Linked DNA regions of Mus musculus: region 2 is linked to region 1. The links are chromatin contacts, called in public HiChIP or PLAC-seq maps. All regions are on one chromosome and are shown on one strand. The core of a region is the stretch at or near the end of the contact, and the rest is flanking DNA. Distances in the headings are between cores, read along the strand shown.

The links. HiChIP or PLAC-seq counts read pairs in DNA pulled down with a chosen protein or histone mark.
Region 2: a contact with region 1 is called in an H3K27ac HiChIP or PLAC-seq map of embryonic stem cells, with 10 read pairs. The contact joins two enhancer-like sites. A contact is called at or near these places in 11 of 484 Hi-C or Micro-C datasets (Sertoli cells, Th1 cells, Th17 cells and 6 more) and 11 of 115 datasets of contacts at active chromatin or transcription factors (CD8 T cells, the NIH/3T3 cell line, Th2 cells and 8 more).

Annotation. Positions count from the first base shown.
Region 1 is chr5:118,349,410-118,356,459 of GRCm38.p6, forward strand. No RefSeq gene overlaps it. Among named protein-coding and RNA genes, the nearest start is that of Gm46942, 7.0 kb to the right of the region's middle. Within about 2 kb of position 4,577, at least 91 of the 459 cell types and tissues checked have an H3K27ac peak or open chromatin away from gene starts, as enhancers often do. A contact at or near this core is called in embryonic stem cells, where this site is marked.
Region 2 is chr5:118,446,455-118,453,504 of GRCm38.p6, forward strand. No RefSeq gene overlaps it. Among named protein-coding and RNA genes, the nearest start is that of Gm30746, 12 kb to the right of the region's middle. RefSeq lists cis regulatory regions at 1-6,029, 1-6,029. Within about 2 kb of position 2,882, at least 60 of the 459 cell types and tissues checked have an H3K27ac peak or open chromatin away from gene starts, as enhancers often do. A contact at or near this core is called in embryonic stem cells, where this site is marked.

The DNA.
Region 1 (7,050 bases), core at 3,327-5,826:
TTATAGATGCATGGCTGCACCAGAGGCTGTGTGTATAGCCCACAGAACCTCAAGTACGAGCTAGCCGCCCTTTGACCGCAACAACCCCTCCCTTCCATACAAATTCCTTTTGAGGCCTTGTGGGTGTATTATGTATGCACTAGGAAAGGGACCAGGGTCATTTCTCAGGGAAAGTGTTGGTTCTATTGAATGGCAGTCCATTTGGTCTACCTCAGACATGGCTGGTATCCTCTATAGATCTACCAGGCCTGGCTTGTTTTGAGGGACTGGGAATCCAGATTCGTACCTTTGCATGTTTTAAAGCTTCTGTGCCTGAGCTATGTCCCCCAATTTCCCCATCTTAAAGGTTATCCTTTAGGTGGACGGCTCCCCACTTCCACCCTTCAGGGGATTGTCAACATCATTTGATCTACCTGGAATTGTCTCTTCTAATTTTGTTTCTAGAAATTCTGATTTTTAGGCTGGGCATGGTGAGACATGCCTTTAATCCCAGAACTCAGGAAGCAGAGGCAGGGGTATGGCTGTGGATTCCAGGCCAGCCTGGTCTATATAGTGAGTTCTAGGTCAGCCAGGACTACACAGTGAGACTTTTTGTCTTTCAGTCCCTGTCTCTCTTTCTCTCTGTCTCTCAGTCTCTTTCTCTCTGTCTCTCTGTCTCTCTGTCTCTGTGTGTGTCTCTCTCTCTCACACACACACAAACACACACACACACACACACACACACACACACAGACACTCACACTCACACATGGTGGTAGGAGTATTAGTATACTGAGTCGTGAGACCTGGACACAAACAAACATGTGCCCTTTATTTCTTCTCCTTGGTGATGACCAAATGACAGCGACTAAGCTTGGTACACTAGCATCTGCTCAGGTGCCACTTTTAGGCCTTCTGACTCCTCTGTGCTAGTGTGGGATGGGACCTATGGGCAAGGAGGGGTCTTGTCTGATGTCTACAAAGATGATCCCCAAAGTATACAGTCCCCTTCTTTGTTTCTTAGTGTGCCGGCTAGTTTAGTGTCACCTTGACACAAGCTAGAGTTATCTGAGAGGAGGGAGCCTCAATGGAGAAAATGCCTCTACCAGATCAGGATGTAGACAAGTTTATAGGGTATTTTCATTATCAGTGATTGATGGAGAAGGGCCATCCCACTGTGGGTGGAGCCATCTCTGGGCTGGTGCTCCTGGGTTCTATAAGGAAGCAGGCTGAGCAAGCCATGGGGAGCAAGCCAGTAAGCAGCACCCCTCCATGGCCTCTGCATTAGCTCCTGCCTTTAGGTCCTGCCCTGCTTGTGTTCCTGTCCTGACTTCCTTCAATGACAAACTTTATTATGGAATATAAGCCAAATGAACCCTTTCCTCCACAAGTTGCTTTGATCATGGTATTTTATCACAGCAATGGCAACCCTGACTAAGACACTTAGGGACAGACATTGTGAGATCTTTAGTGACATCTAGTTACAACTTGCTTGAAATTTGCATTGACAACTGTCTTCTTCATTATTATTTCTTTGGGAGGCTATTCCTCTTTAAAAAACAAAAACAAAACACACACACAGTACACATTGCTTTACTTTTAAATTCTTTTAGACTATTTTTTATTTTATGTGTACATATGTGTGTTTGCACGAACGCAAGCCATGTGTGCATGGTATCCTTGGGGGCCAGAAGTTGTCAGATCCCCTGAAGCTGGAGTTACAGGTGGTTGGAAACCTAACCTGGGTGTTTCAAACCAAACTGGAAGTCATCTCTCCATTCCCAACAACAAGGGTTTTAATGAAAGGTGTTCTAAGCAGCATGTGGTTGTAGCCGTCCAGTGGCCATGGACAAACTGGGTATACCTGAAAGGAGGGCTGGAAATGAAAAAGGACAGGGTGCGAGAGGATGAAGCCAAGATAAAGGTTCTGATCAAGGCTCAAAGTTTAATTTTCAGCACTCTGTTTATATAGGGAAAACCCACAGACCCATCCTTTGTTTCAGCTGGATTATGTTGCAAAGTGAGCTCAGTGGGCAGTCTGTTCCTGTAGGAAACTGCAGGTGCAGCAAGGCAGAAGTCTCCAGCTGGGTCCAACTGTGGGGGTACTTAAGGTCTATTTAGCCTGTTCAAGTACTAGGGGAAGAACATTCGTGGTGGTTTGAATAAAAATGGCTCCCATTGGCTCATTTGAATGCCTGGTCATCAGGGAGCAGACCTGTTTAAAAAGGATTAGGAGGTGTGGCCTTACTGGAGAAAGTGGGTTAATTGGGCTGGACTTGGAGGTTTCAAACACCATGGCAGAGTCTCTCTCTCTCTCTCTCCCTTCCTCCCTCCCTCCTTCCCTCCCTCCCCTTCTTCACTTCCCCCTCCCTTTCTCTCTCTTTCCTCCCTCCATTTCTCCCTCCCTCCTTCCTTCTCTTTCCCTCTCTCTCCCTTCCTTTCTCCCTCTCTCTCCCTCTTCCTCTCTCTCTTTCTCCCTCCATTTCTCCCTCCCACCTTCCCTCTCTCTCTCCCCTTTCTCCCTTTCTCCCTCCCTTCTTCCCTATGTTTCTGCCTGCTGCCCGTGTATCAGGATGCAATGCTCACAAACTGCTTGCTCTAGTGCCAGCCTGTTTTCTCTCTGCCTGGATGATCATGAACTTACAAGTGTTGCCTTGGCCATGGTGCCTCTTCATAGCAATAGAACAGTGATTAAGATAAAGGAGATTGGCAGTTTAGTTGTTATGTCGCTATCTTTCTAGTTCCCTAGTAAGGACAAAGAAGAGATATAGACTCAGGGAAAGCCAAAATCTCACTAGCACCCCTTATGAAAAAGGGAACGGATCAACCTGGACAGATCAGTGGGTCCAGGTCTTCATTAGAGCATCCTCAGGTTCCTGCACAGTCATGGCCAGGGAAGCATACTGGGTTGTTTTACTGCAGGATGTCTCAGATTCTTCATCGTGCTAGTGTGGACTGTGTGGGTGGTGCCCCACTTTTCCTTGTTCTTGAAATTCACACAAGCAAAGTGTTCCTGAGAACCACATCCCAGATACACCCATTAGAAAAAGCTGGATTTAATAGCCTTAAGATTGTCTCTTGATAAAACCAGACCGTCAGAGAATTACAGATATCACAAGGTTTTGGTCACTTACAGATTGGTGGCGTTGGAGATTGCCTGACCTGAACAGTGGAACATGACAGAGAACCCAGGGTACAAACTTCCTATCATTTTTATCACAATCCAAAACAACAACAACAACAACAATAAACCTTTCATTGTATACTGTCATCTCAGCACTTGCTGAAACAGGACAATCAGGAGTTCAAGGCCAACCTTGACTCTATACCCAGATGAGACCAGCTTGGGCTACATAAGACTCTCCCAGAAAACAAATAGAAACCGATGTACAGCTTGTGGCTAGTAAGAACTGAATTTTCCTAAGCATCAAGCTTGCTTATGTCCAACACAATGGGCAAGAGAAAATTCTAAGCTAAAATGTCATTTAAACTAAGAGCACATTGTGGATGTGTTGGTGTGGGAAGAATATCGGGAGGTTGGGGTGTGGGGGGTGGAGGGGTGGGAAGTGCCAGTTAGGGGTGGGCAGGGTCTGGCCACTCGGCCCTGTAACTGCAAAGACGCTTGCATGAGATGGTGTGGTGTGAGACCGGAAGAATTCATGATCTACCAAAGAGGATGACCATGGAATTCAAAGAGTCTCATGGGCTTGGGGCATGGGAGTGGGACACATGGCTCAGTTCTTAAAGGATACACTGTTAAGTTTCAAACCCGGAATGGGGGCGGGGGGAAGGGAGGGAGGAATGAGGTGCCTATTTAACATTTTAAAGAGGACCTGGCCTCTAGCTCCTCCCAGGATTCCTCAGTCCCTACCTGTTTCAGGGCGTGGTTGGCATAACTCCGCCCTCTACCCTGAACTCTCCAGCCCAGGGGCTGGGCTGCCTGCCTCCCAGAGGCTCTTCCCAATATAATCCACTCTCTCTTCCCCTCCCCGGACTCAGTTCAGGGTCATGACCACGCTGGACTCTCCCAGATGTGTCTGCTTCTGGCTATGCTCCCACAGATATAATAATAAACATTCTCCTCCACCATACCTAGGAGCGCCTGTGTCCTTTCCTTTCCATTTTATTTCTTTTCCTTCTCCCCCCCCCCGTCCCCCTCCCCCTCCCCTCCTCCTCCTCCTCCTCCTCCTCCTCCTCCTCCTCCTCCTCCTCCTCCTCCTCCTCCTCCTCCTCCTCCTTCTTCTTTTCATTCACTTGCCTTGTGAGTGTAAGGACCTGGGTTCGATGTTGTGTTGTAATTTCAGTTTCTGGAGAGGAGGAGACAAGACCACCCGCTGGACTCGCTTACCAGCTAGCTTAGGCTTCTTGTCCTGTTTCAGACCATCACCATCACCCCAGGGCACAGAACAACGGGAAGCCACAGGGTCACGGCCTGCTAGTTTGAGAGCTGAATCCATTCATTCATTTGGGAAAGCAATCATTGACTAAGCACCTCCCATCGAGTGGGTGTGGCATGGAGACGCCAGGATGTGCAATTATCCCTGTCTTTAAATCCCCTTGGACACTTCCCTACAGGGAAACGAGGTTTCAGAGAGTCTTCAAATCTCTTTTCTACTTGCCTGGGGGAGGAACTTCAAAGATTGGGTCTTTCCACCAAGCCCTTGATGAGAAGCTTGCGGGAAGCCAGAGACACAAGGCGACATTATTCCCAGAATTAGACTCACGTGTTACTTTAGCTTTCTGTCCCTTCTGCCCCCTTTCCGGTCCCCCTCATTTCTCCCTCCCGTTTTCCTCCCCTTCCTTCTCCCCATCTCTTAGCAGTTCCTCTCTCCCTCTCCACTCCACTCCCCTCCCCTGCCTCCCTCTCCTACACTCTGACACTCTTCCTCTTCCTCCCAAGTCCTTTCTCTTCCTCTTTTGAAAAGTGTGCCCTCCCAGCACCCCAGGCCAATCGGATTCTCCAGGGTTGAGTTACGGTCCTGAACTCACTGACTCATTGGTCCGAACACCAGACTTCAAATTCCCCTTGAAGTCAGTGTGATCCAGAAAAAACAGTAGTGTTGGGGGAGATTTAAAATATCTCAGCTGGAGACCTTTGAAAGCATGAACACACACACACAGACACACACAACACACACACTTATACTCATGCTCACCCTCATGCACATATACTCACACTGACACATATACACATATACACACACACATACTCACAGTAACCCAGTCACATACATAATACATACACACTCATACTCACACACATATACACACTCTCATAACACACATTCTCTCTCTTATATAAACACTCTCACACTAACACACTCACAGATACTAATACACACTCTCACACACACTCGAGTGCACACACACACACACACACACACACACACACACACAAATCCTTTAGCCTCTGGGAAAAGCGGGAGCAATGGAATTCTTCAGAACAATTGCAGGGAATCTCTTTATCTTGATGGAATTAGGCTGCTTAATAAACTAGCCGGGAGCTACCTTGGACTCCCTCTGGAAACACACTCCACCACATTTTCTTCCTGGCACTCAACAGGCAGGAGAGAAATAGATTGTTGTTTTTTTTGTTTTGTTTTTTGTTTTTTTCCTTCCTGTGCTGCCCCTGAGACACAGGTTCAAGCTTGCCCTTCACTACCAAGCCAGCTTAATTCTCTGGAACTCTTCCTTGAACGTCAGCAGCCCGAGGGCTTTGTGCTCAAAGAGCAAGCTCTCAACTGGCATTTCAGGCCAGATGAGAAGATTCTGCTGTTTCTGTGCCCCTACAGGGGGATTACTGTGAAGGTCTGCTGGCAGGCAGGGCAGCATGCCTGGGGAGAGAGAATCAGAAGGTCTAAAGGTTTGATAGCAGAAAGCTAGCCAGGGCTCTGAGTTCAAACCCCACCCTACTTAAAGCTGTTGAGTTCTGCCCATAGCTTCTACAGTCCCACCCTTGGTCTTCTTTCTTCTGGAAAAAGCAACTTCATGTAAGGACCTCTTGCCTTCCTCTGGCCAAGAGGTAAACGCACAATTTTGACCATGCCAGATGAGGTTCTCTCAGAATTTAGGACTCTGTAGCCTTGGCGCAAATCCATCAAGGCATCTGGAAACCTCCCCGGGACCCCCCTGGGTCTCCATAGCCAGGGCAATCCCTGTGCCTTTCTAAGACTGTTTGGCTATTTTATGTTTTAAAATCTCTCTGGAAGCTTCTAATTCTGTTTCTGTTGTCTGTCTGTCCATCTCTTTCTGTGTGCATGTGCATGTGTATTTAGGGATAGGTGCGGGGGGTTTCACGTTGTGTCGGGCAGGCCTTTTGCCACTGAGCTACATCCTAGGCCCCACCCCACCCCCTTATTTTTCTTGCTGGCTCACATTGCTTTCTTCTTCCCTCCCTCTACCCTTCCCTCCCTCCCTCCCTGGCTCCCCCATCCCCACCCCCTTCTATTCAAGTTAGCCAGTCAAATTCTGCCTCTGGCCAAGGTGACTGTACTCAGGGCTGTTTGCCAGATGAACACAAGCAGATACAGCAGAGGAGAGCTGTGAGCGCTATAAAGACGGGCTAACTCTGTAAAGCCTGGGCCCAGCTTTCTGCTTGAGGTTGTGACACGGGGACGGTGGGGACGCAGAGCCCAAGAGAGTGTGTGGCCTCCTCAGGATGGGACAGAGGGTTGAAGAGGTTGGAGTTTGTGAGGCTAAATCCCAAAGAGTCACTCACTTAATAGTGTCATAAATTGGCACAGGGGACTCATTGGGCCAGAGATTGAATGCCAAATTGCTCCGGCATTGGGCAACACACTACAAAGCTGGCAGAGTGTGCAGTGGCTGGTATAGCGTGGGCCAAGTCATTTGAGGAGTGCTTCTGGGTCTGGGGACGTTCAAGTTCTAGCAAGTAAAACAGGCGCCATGGGTTGAACAGCTAAGGCATTTCCTGGAGGCCACGGAGAGGCTGTGTCTGGGTGGCGGGGCTAAAACAGGGTCTCGGAGGTGGGATTGTGGGGGGAGACAGAGAAACAAACCTGGGAAAGTCAATTCAATGACTTTCCCCAAACAAAATTTCAGAGGATAAAA
Region 2 (7,050 bases), core at 1,632-4,131, 95 kb after region 1:
GACATTTAACCCCGGCAGGTGCACAGTGGGTGCCTGGCACGGCATAAAGGACACTGGCACTCCATTCTCTGACCACGTATTGGTGACCAGCACATCACATGTAGTCCTTGGTGGCCAACGCTCCAACACCCACTCGTAACAGCTCACCTTACCTTAACAACCATAGTTCCATCAACATCTGTCTCGGTCACAGGTGAGACTTCTTTGAAACAGGCTCCGAATCCTGACAGAAAGAAATGGAAAAGCTCCCGATTTCCATGTTGTTAGAAGGAGGTGGAGCTCACCATAAATGATTCACGGCGTGTCAATCAAATGACAACCGGAGTGATGCGATTATTTATTTTTTTACTCCCTTGCTCGGCTGGCATTCTTGCACCTTCTCCAATCTCCCCCCACCAGGGGTTCCCGTGCCCTCTTTGTCTTTTTGAAGCACTTTGGTTCATATTTTATTCATGATAGATTTGACAGAGGCTGCACAGTCAGAGTCCAGGTTCGCACCTGTACCCCAGTGGTCAGCGCAGCCAGAGGGATAACACTGGCTCCTGCCGGCTCTCAGGAAACTCTGGCTCTACTGGTATGGCCAAGAGGAGACACAGCTCTGAACAGGAAGGGGCACTTCCTATCCTTGTGGAGCTGACATAAGTGATACTGGCTTAGATCCAGGCTCTTGTCCGTGGTCGGTAAGAGCTCCGAAGTTGGCTGGCTCCTCCAGCTCAGTTTACCCTTTTCAAGTCTCAGACAGGGTCTTGCTAAACTGCTCAGGAGAGTCTTGAACTCTCTCTGTAGCCCAGGCAGGCCTGGAACTCACAATCTTCCTGCCTCAGACTGTGAGGAGCTGGCTCACCCGACTCAGCTTTGGTTGTTATGGTGGCTGTGCACTGGAGGCAGGAGGCTTTGATTCCTGCTGGGGGTTCATTGGGGAACCAGATGCTCGGGAACCCGCTGTAATCTGGTTTTTCCTGAGGCAAGTGCATGGTTTGAATGCTGTGTCCCCAGAGGGCCATGTCCTGGAAGCCTGAACCTCAGTGTGGGCCTGATGAGATCTTGGGACTTAGTGGGAGACAGGCCACGGGGACGTCATTCATAGAAGAGATTACTGGCTTGTTCCTATAAGAGGAGATCCTACTAGAACAAGCCTGGCTTTCAAATTCCTCTGGCTTCCTGCCTGTCCTGTGACTCTTTTCACTCACTGTCATGATACCATGAGCCCTGGAGGCCCTGGCCAGAGACCACTGGGAAACTGCTGAGAGCTGAAGAAGCCTCTTTGCGTTATAAACTATCCAGCCCAGGGTGTTTCAATATAAACAGACCACAAGGAAAGAGCAAAGCTATCCAATGTGTGCCCTGTGTGGCTCTACTTGGATTCTGTCACTTATCCTGGAGAAAGAATGAAGGATGTGACCAGAGAGTTGAACCCAAACCTTTCCTTTAGCCAGAACACCGCCCCACCCACCCACTATGCAACAACTTTATAAAGGACTACCATGTTATTGGCAGAAAAGCTGAGGGAGAGAATTGAAGCCATCTGGTTACACCAGGCTCTGTGAGTAAAAACTCTACACTGTATTCATTTGGTAGAGAGTTTCAAGAAAAGTCTAGAGATTGACAGGAAATTGTTGAGAATATATGGAGCAACTATTTTGTTGTTGTTGTTGTTGTTTTCCCTTTTTTGACCTTTTTTCTTCGGGCCTAGACATATTCTAAATTTTCTAAGACTGCCCGTCACTTACATAAAATTAAGAGGGACAGGGCTATGGAGATGGCTCAGTGGGTAAAGCCATTGCCATTCAAGCATGAGGACCTGAGTTCGAATCTCCCCGGAACCTATGTAAAGCCAGGTGCTGTAGCCTAAGTCTGGAATCCCAGTTCTCCAATGGGGAAATGAGAGGCACAGGGAACCCCCAAAGCTTGAGGGCCACTAATGAGTGTATGGAATGTGGAACAAGATGGCCTGGTGTCAAATAGGGCAGAAAGTAAGGACCGAACTCCTGAGGTTGTCCTCTGACCCCCATATGCATTATGGTACATGTGTGTACCTCCCCATAAACACACACACACATACAGGCATACACACACATACATACATACACACAAACACACATGCACACTCACACACACATACACCATCCACCAATCAATCAATCAATCAATCAGTCACCCAAACTAACAATCAGGAATCGTTCTTGCTATATCTGGGCGTCTTTTGTTGTGAACCAGACTCTAAGCCAGGGGACATTCCAGCCACAGTCACTATCTATAGTTATTGCAGGCAAAGGACTCCCACCCGTTGGGTCAGCTGAGTTGTGTGTCCCAGCTGACCTCTTTAATGGTGCCACTTGAGGTTTGTGTCATCAAGATAGGCTACCTAAAAGAGGCTTGTCCTGGGGACTTGGGCTGTTTTGTCTCCCGGGGGTTATTTTTATTGGTTTGTAAATTGAACCTTCCCCCTTGGTTGCCTCCTGGAGCTGTGGAGAGGGTGGACTATAGTTGGCCCACGCAAGGGTGGGAGGCACTTGGTCTGGGAAGCCACAGCAGAAGAACAACCAAGTAGAGGCAATGCTGGAGAAGAGGAGGCTGCACCACAGTCAAGCAGAGTGTGAGAACGGAAGGCTGTCTGGAGATGACCCAGCCCAGTGGGTAGAGCTCTTGCTTCACATCTGCAAAGCCCTGTACTATGAGGTCATCCTCAGCTACAGAAAGTTTGAAGCTAGCCTGGGCTACCTGAGATCCAGGATACTACTCCACTCTGTGTGTGTGTGTGTGTGTGTGTGTGTGTGTGTGTGTGTGTGTGTGTGTGTGTTGGAGAGCAGACTCTGGGCTTCCCACGTGGTAGGCAAGCTCTACACCACTGAGACACACCCCAGACACACCCTCATTCCAATCATTCTTTGATCTTGTGGTTTTCTTTATGAGTCGACTTGGCTGGACCACAGTATCTAGCTATTTAGTCCAACCTTATTCTGGATGTTTCTGTGAAGGCATTGTGCATTTGGACTTAGAGGTACAACTCACTGGCAGAGAATTTGCCTAGTATAAAGGTCCCAGGTTTGACATGCAGGACATCCATGACAGGACGGAGCCTCTGAGTGTTCAGAGGACAGATCACAGGAATCTGATGGCCCAAGAGATCAATTTAGATTGACAAACTTGGTGGCAGACACCTTTACCTGCCACAAACCTGACATTTAAATAACAAATGGAGTTTCAGTAAAGCACTCTGTACTTGCGGGGTGGGTCTCATCTTTTTCCTTAGTGGAAAAAGGAAGCCAGGTGTGGTAGAACTGTAATTCTAGCACTAAGAATCTAAGACAGAAGATTGCATCTGAGTTTGAGGCCAGCCTGTGCTATGTAGAAAGACTCTGCCTCAGACAGGAACAGAAACAAAGTACTAGTTCCCTTAAGGAAGACACACACACACACACACACACACACACACACACACACGAGAGAAGAGAGACAGACAGACAGACAGACAGAAAGAAAAGGAGATGGAGAGAAAGAGAAATTTTAAAATATTCTTATTACTTATTTTATGAGTATTGAGTTTTGTCTGTGTGTATGTCTGTACACCACATTTGTGACTGGTGCCCACAAGCTCAGAAGTGGGTGTCAGATCTCCCAGAATTGTAGTTACTATTGTGAGCGGCCATGTGGATGCTGGGAATCACACCGAGATTTTCTGGAAGAACACCAGTGTTCCTCATAGTCCTGAGCCATCCCTCCAGCCAGAATTAAAATATTTTTTAGTTAAATATTTTAAGTAAAATAAAAAAACAGCCTCGGGTGCTGGAGAGCCAGGTTACCTACATACCTCTTATCTGTCATCTGTTTTTCTGTGTGTGTATGTATGTATGTATGTATGTATGTATCTATCTATCTATCTATCTATCTATCATCATCTATGTATCTATGTATCTGTATATCTATATATCTATGTATCTATGTATCTGTGTATCTATGTATCTATTTATCTGTCTATCTATGTATGTGTGTATCTATCTATCTATCTGTCATCTATATCTTTTTCTCTTTGTCTTTCATCTATCTGTCTATCTATCTCTGCCTATCATATATAACAATTTATCTCTCTTTCATGTGCCTGTCTGTCTGTCTATCTATCTAATTCTCAAACCCATGAACCTCTCCCTGCTGGTAATGTCTACTCTTTACTCCTTTTCACAGGGGCGTTCTGCACACATTGGCACCTGCTGGATTCAGAACAGAGACTCACGAGCTTCAAATAAATAAATAAATAAATAAATAAATAAATAAATAAATAAATAAAATAAAAATTGGCAATATCCTGGTAGGTTGGCTTAGGTGCTGTACTGGCTAGTTTTGTGTCAACTTGACACAGCTGGAGTTATCACAGAGAAAGGAGCTTCAGTTGAGGAAATGCCTCCATGAGATCCAACTGTAAGGCATTTTTTCAATTAGTGATCAAGGGGGAAAGGCCCCTTGTGGGTGGGACCATCTCTGGGCTGGTAGTCTTGGTTCTATAAGAGAGCAGGCTGAGCAAGCCAGGGGAAGCAAGCCAGTAAAGAACATCCCTCCATGGCCTCTGTATCAGCTCCTGCTTTCTGACCTGCTTGAGTTCCAGTCCTGACGTCCTTTGGTGATGAACAGCAATGTGGGAAATGTAAGCTGAATAAACCCCTCCCTCCCCAACTTGCTTCTTGGTCATGATGTTTGTGCAGGAATAGAAACCCTGACTAAGACAGGTGCCTTCTGCCATGCTTGATAGCCTGGTGATCCCTGGGATAAGAAAGACAGAACTGTCCTCTGCACGTTGTCTCCTGACATCAGCAATGTGCTGCTCCCCAACAACAAGTACATAAATAATAAAATGAATACTTTTAATTGGAAACTTTGAAGGGAATGGAAGGGTATGGTTGAGCAGCCCCAAGTCCCTGTGTTCGCTCCCCAGTGCTGTAAGTGATTAATCAGTTAATTAAAAATAAGCAAAGGAGGGCAGGGATGAGGCCTCAGGGGTTAAAGCACTTGCCACGGGAGCCTAACGACCCAAGTTCAGACCCCCAGCAGCCACACAAACAGCTGGGTGAACAGATGTGAAGCCAGCTCATAATCCTAGCTGTCAGGAGCAGAGACAGGGGTCCCCATGACAAGCTGGCTGACCAGCCAGGCCAAGTCAGCCAACGCCGAGCCCAGCAGAAGACCTTGCCTTGATGAATAAAAAGTGATCAAGGTAGACAGCCGACGCCAACTTCTGACCTCCACACACTCGTGGACCCATACGTGCATGCAAAACAGATCATAGAAGACACTCGAGTATTCATTCTAACAACACGCGTCAGGCATGTAGCGTGTGTTCACACTTCTACTGCCCACGCTCATGTTCCCACACTCAGAAATGAAATCCTTTGCTTCTTGGCCACTTGATAGGACTACCTTTTCAGGTCTCTGCTGCCAGTGGTACAGGGCCAGGCACACAGTAGGTGCTCATTAAATGCTTGTTAAATGAATGAACAAAAGCTAAGAAGAGTTTTGTTCCCGGCCTGCTTTGTGGTGTTTGTGGCTGGGGGTAAGAACCAATAATAACACAGGAAATTTACACTGGCTGGAAGCTCCTGGACTCCCAGGATCTAGTGACCCAAGGGATTGTTGTTTGTCCACATATTCAAGCTGCAGAGACAAAGCTATAATTTTAACCTGGCCTTGGGACCATGCGTGCCATGCTCTCTGCCCATTCCAGGTATAGGCCAACAAGTAGCAGAGGGACCCAAGAGGAGAAGGAGCCAGAGGTAGAGGTGGGGCTCATTATCAGGGTGCAGAGACCTTGGAGGCACACCCAGCTTTGAGGTAATACTGCACCTAACACAGCCTGCCCTGCTCCCACAGAGTCCCTTTCCTGCATTGCTCCTCTGTCAGGACTTGTCTGGTCCAGGTTTCATGGCTGCAGGCTTCTGTTCCCTGCTGCCAGTACTGGGGGCTGGAGCTCAGCAGGTCTGTCTTCCCTGACCACCCAAGTCACTGCCGAGGCAATTAATTACAGAATAGGGTGCGGCTTTGGGAAGGCTCCTCTGCTGCCCCTTTGGAGCTGTTATTTAATTTTTTGATCGTCCTTTTTTCAAGGTTTCCCAAGTGGGTTGTTTTGCAAGCACCACCTGGAGCTAGAAGTAACCCTCGGGTCCCCAGCTCCAGGCTGGGTGACTATGAGTCAAGAAACTCTTGCTTGCCACCAATCAAAGAAAACACATGGTGGGACTCGTGTCTCTAGCCGCATATGTTGCAGAGGATGGCCTAGATGATCATCAATGGGAGGAGAGGCCCTTGGTCCTGTGAAGGTTCTATGCCTCAGTATTGGGGAATGCCAGGGCCAGGAAGCAGGAGTGGGTGGGTTGGGGAGCAGAGGGAAGGGGAAGAAGATAGGGGATTTTCAGAGGGGAAACTAGGAAAGAGGATAACATTTGAAATGTAAATTTAAAAAAATCTAATTAAAAAAAAAGTAAAAGAAAGAAACTCTTACTTGGTTTGACTGTCATGTTCTCTCTCATAGCAAATCATTTGTATCTTTAAAGACAGAAGAGGGGAGCTGGCCAGGGCATGTGAGGGTGAGAACACTGCAGTCAACAGGAACAAGCTAGGACTGCACTTATAAGAGCAATTAGAAAGGCCAGAATGGGCTGCAAGCTGATTACCAGGTAGACAACAGTGTTTTGTTTTGTTTTTTGTTTTTAAGGTAGGGTCTCTCTTAGTGATGTCTGACCTTAAAGCTACTTTGTAGCCGGAAGATAACTTTGAATTGGTCCTCCTGTCCGAGTGCTCGAAATACAGGTGTGCACTGCCACGTCTTTCTATGGTGCTGTGAATTTATTTGCTCTTGAGGCAGAGTTTTACTAATTCTGGCTGTGTTTGAGCTCACACAACCCTCCAGCTTCTGCCTCCCTAGTAGATGGTTTGAGATGTGTATTCCCCATGCTCATCCATCTCTCTCTCTCTCATACACACACACACACACACACACACACACACACACTGATGCACCTACAGAGTGGGGGACAGCCCTCCAAAGAAGTTCACGTCCTCTGA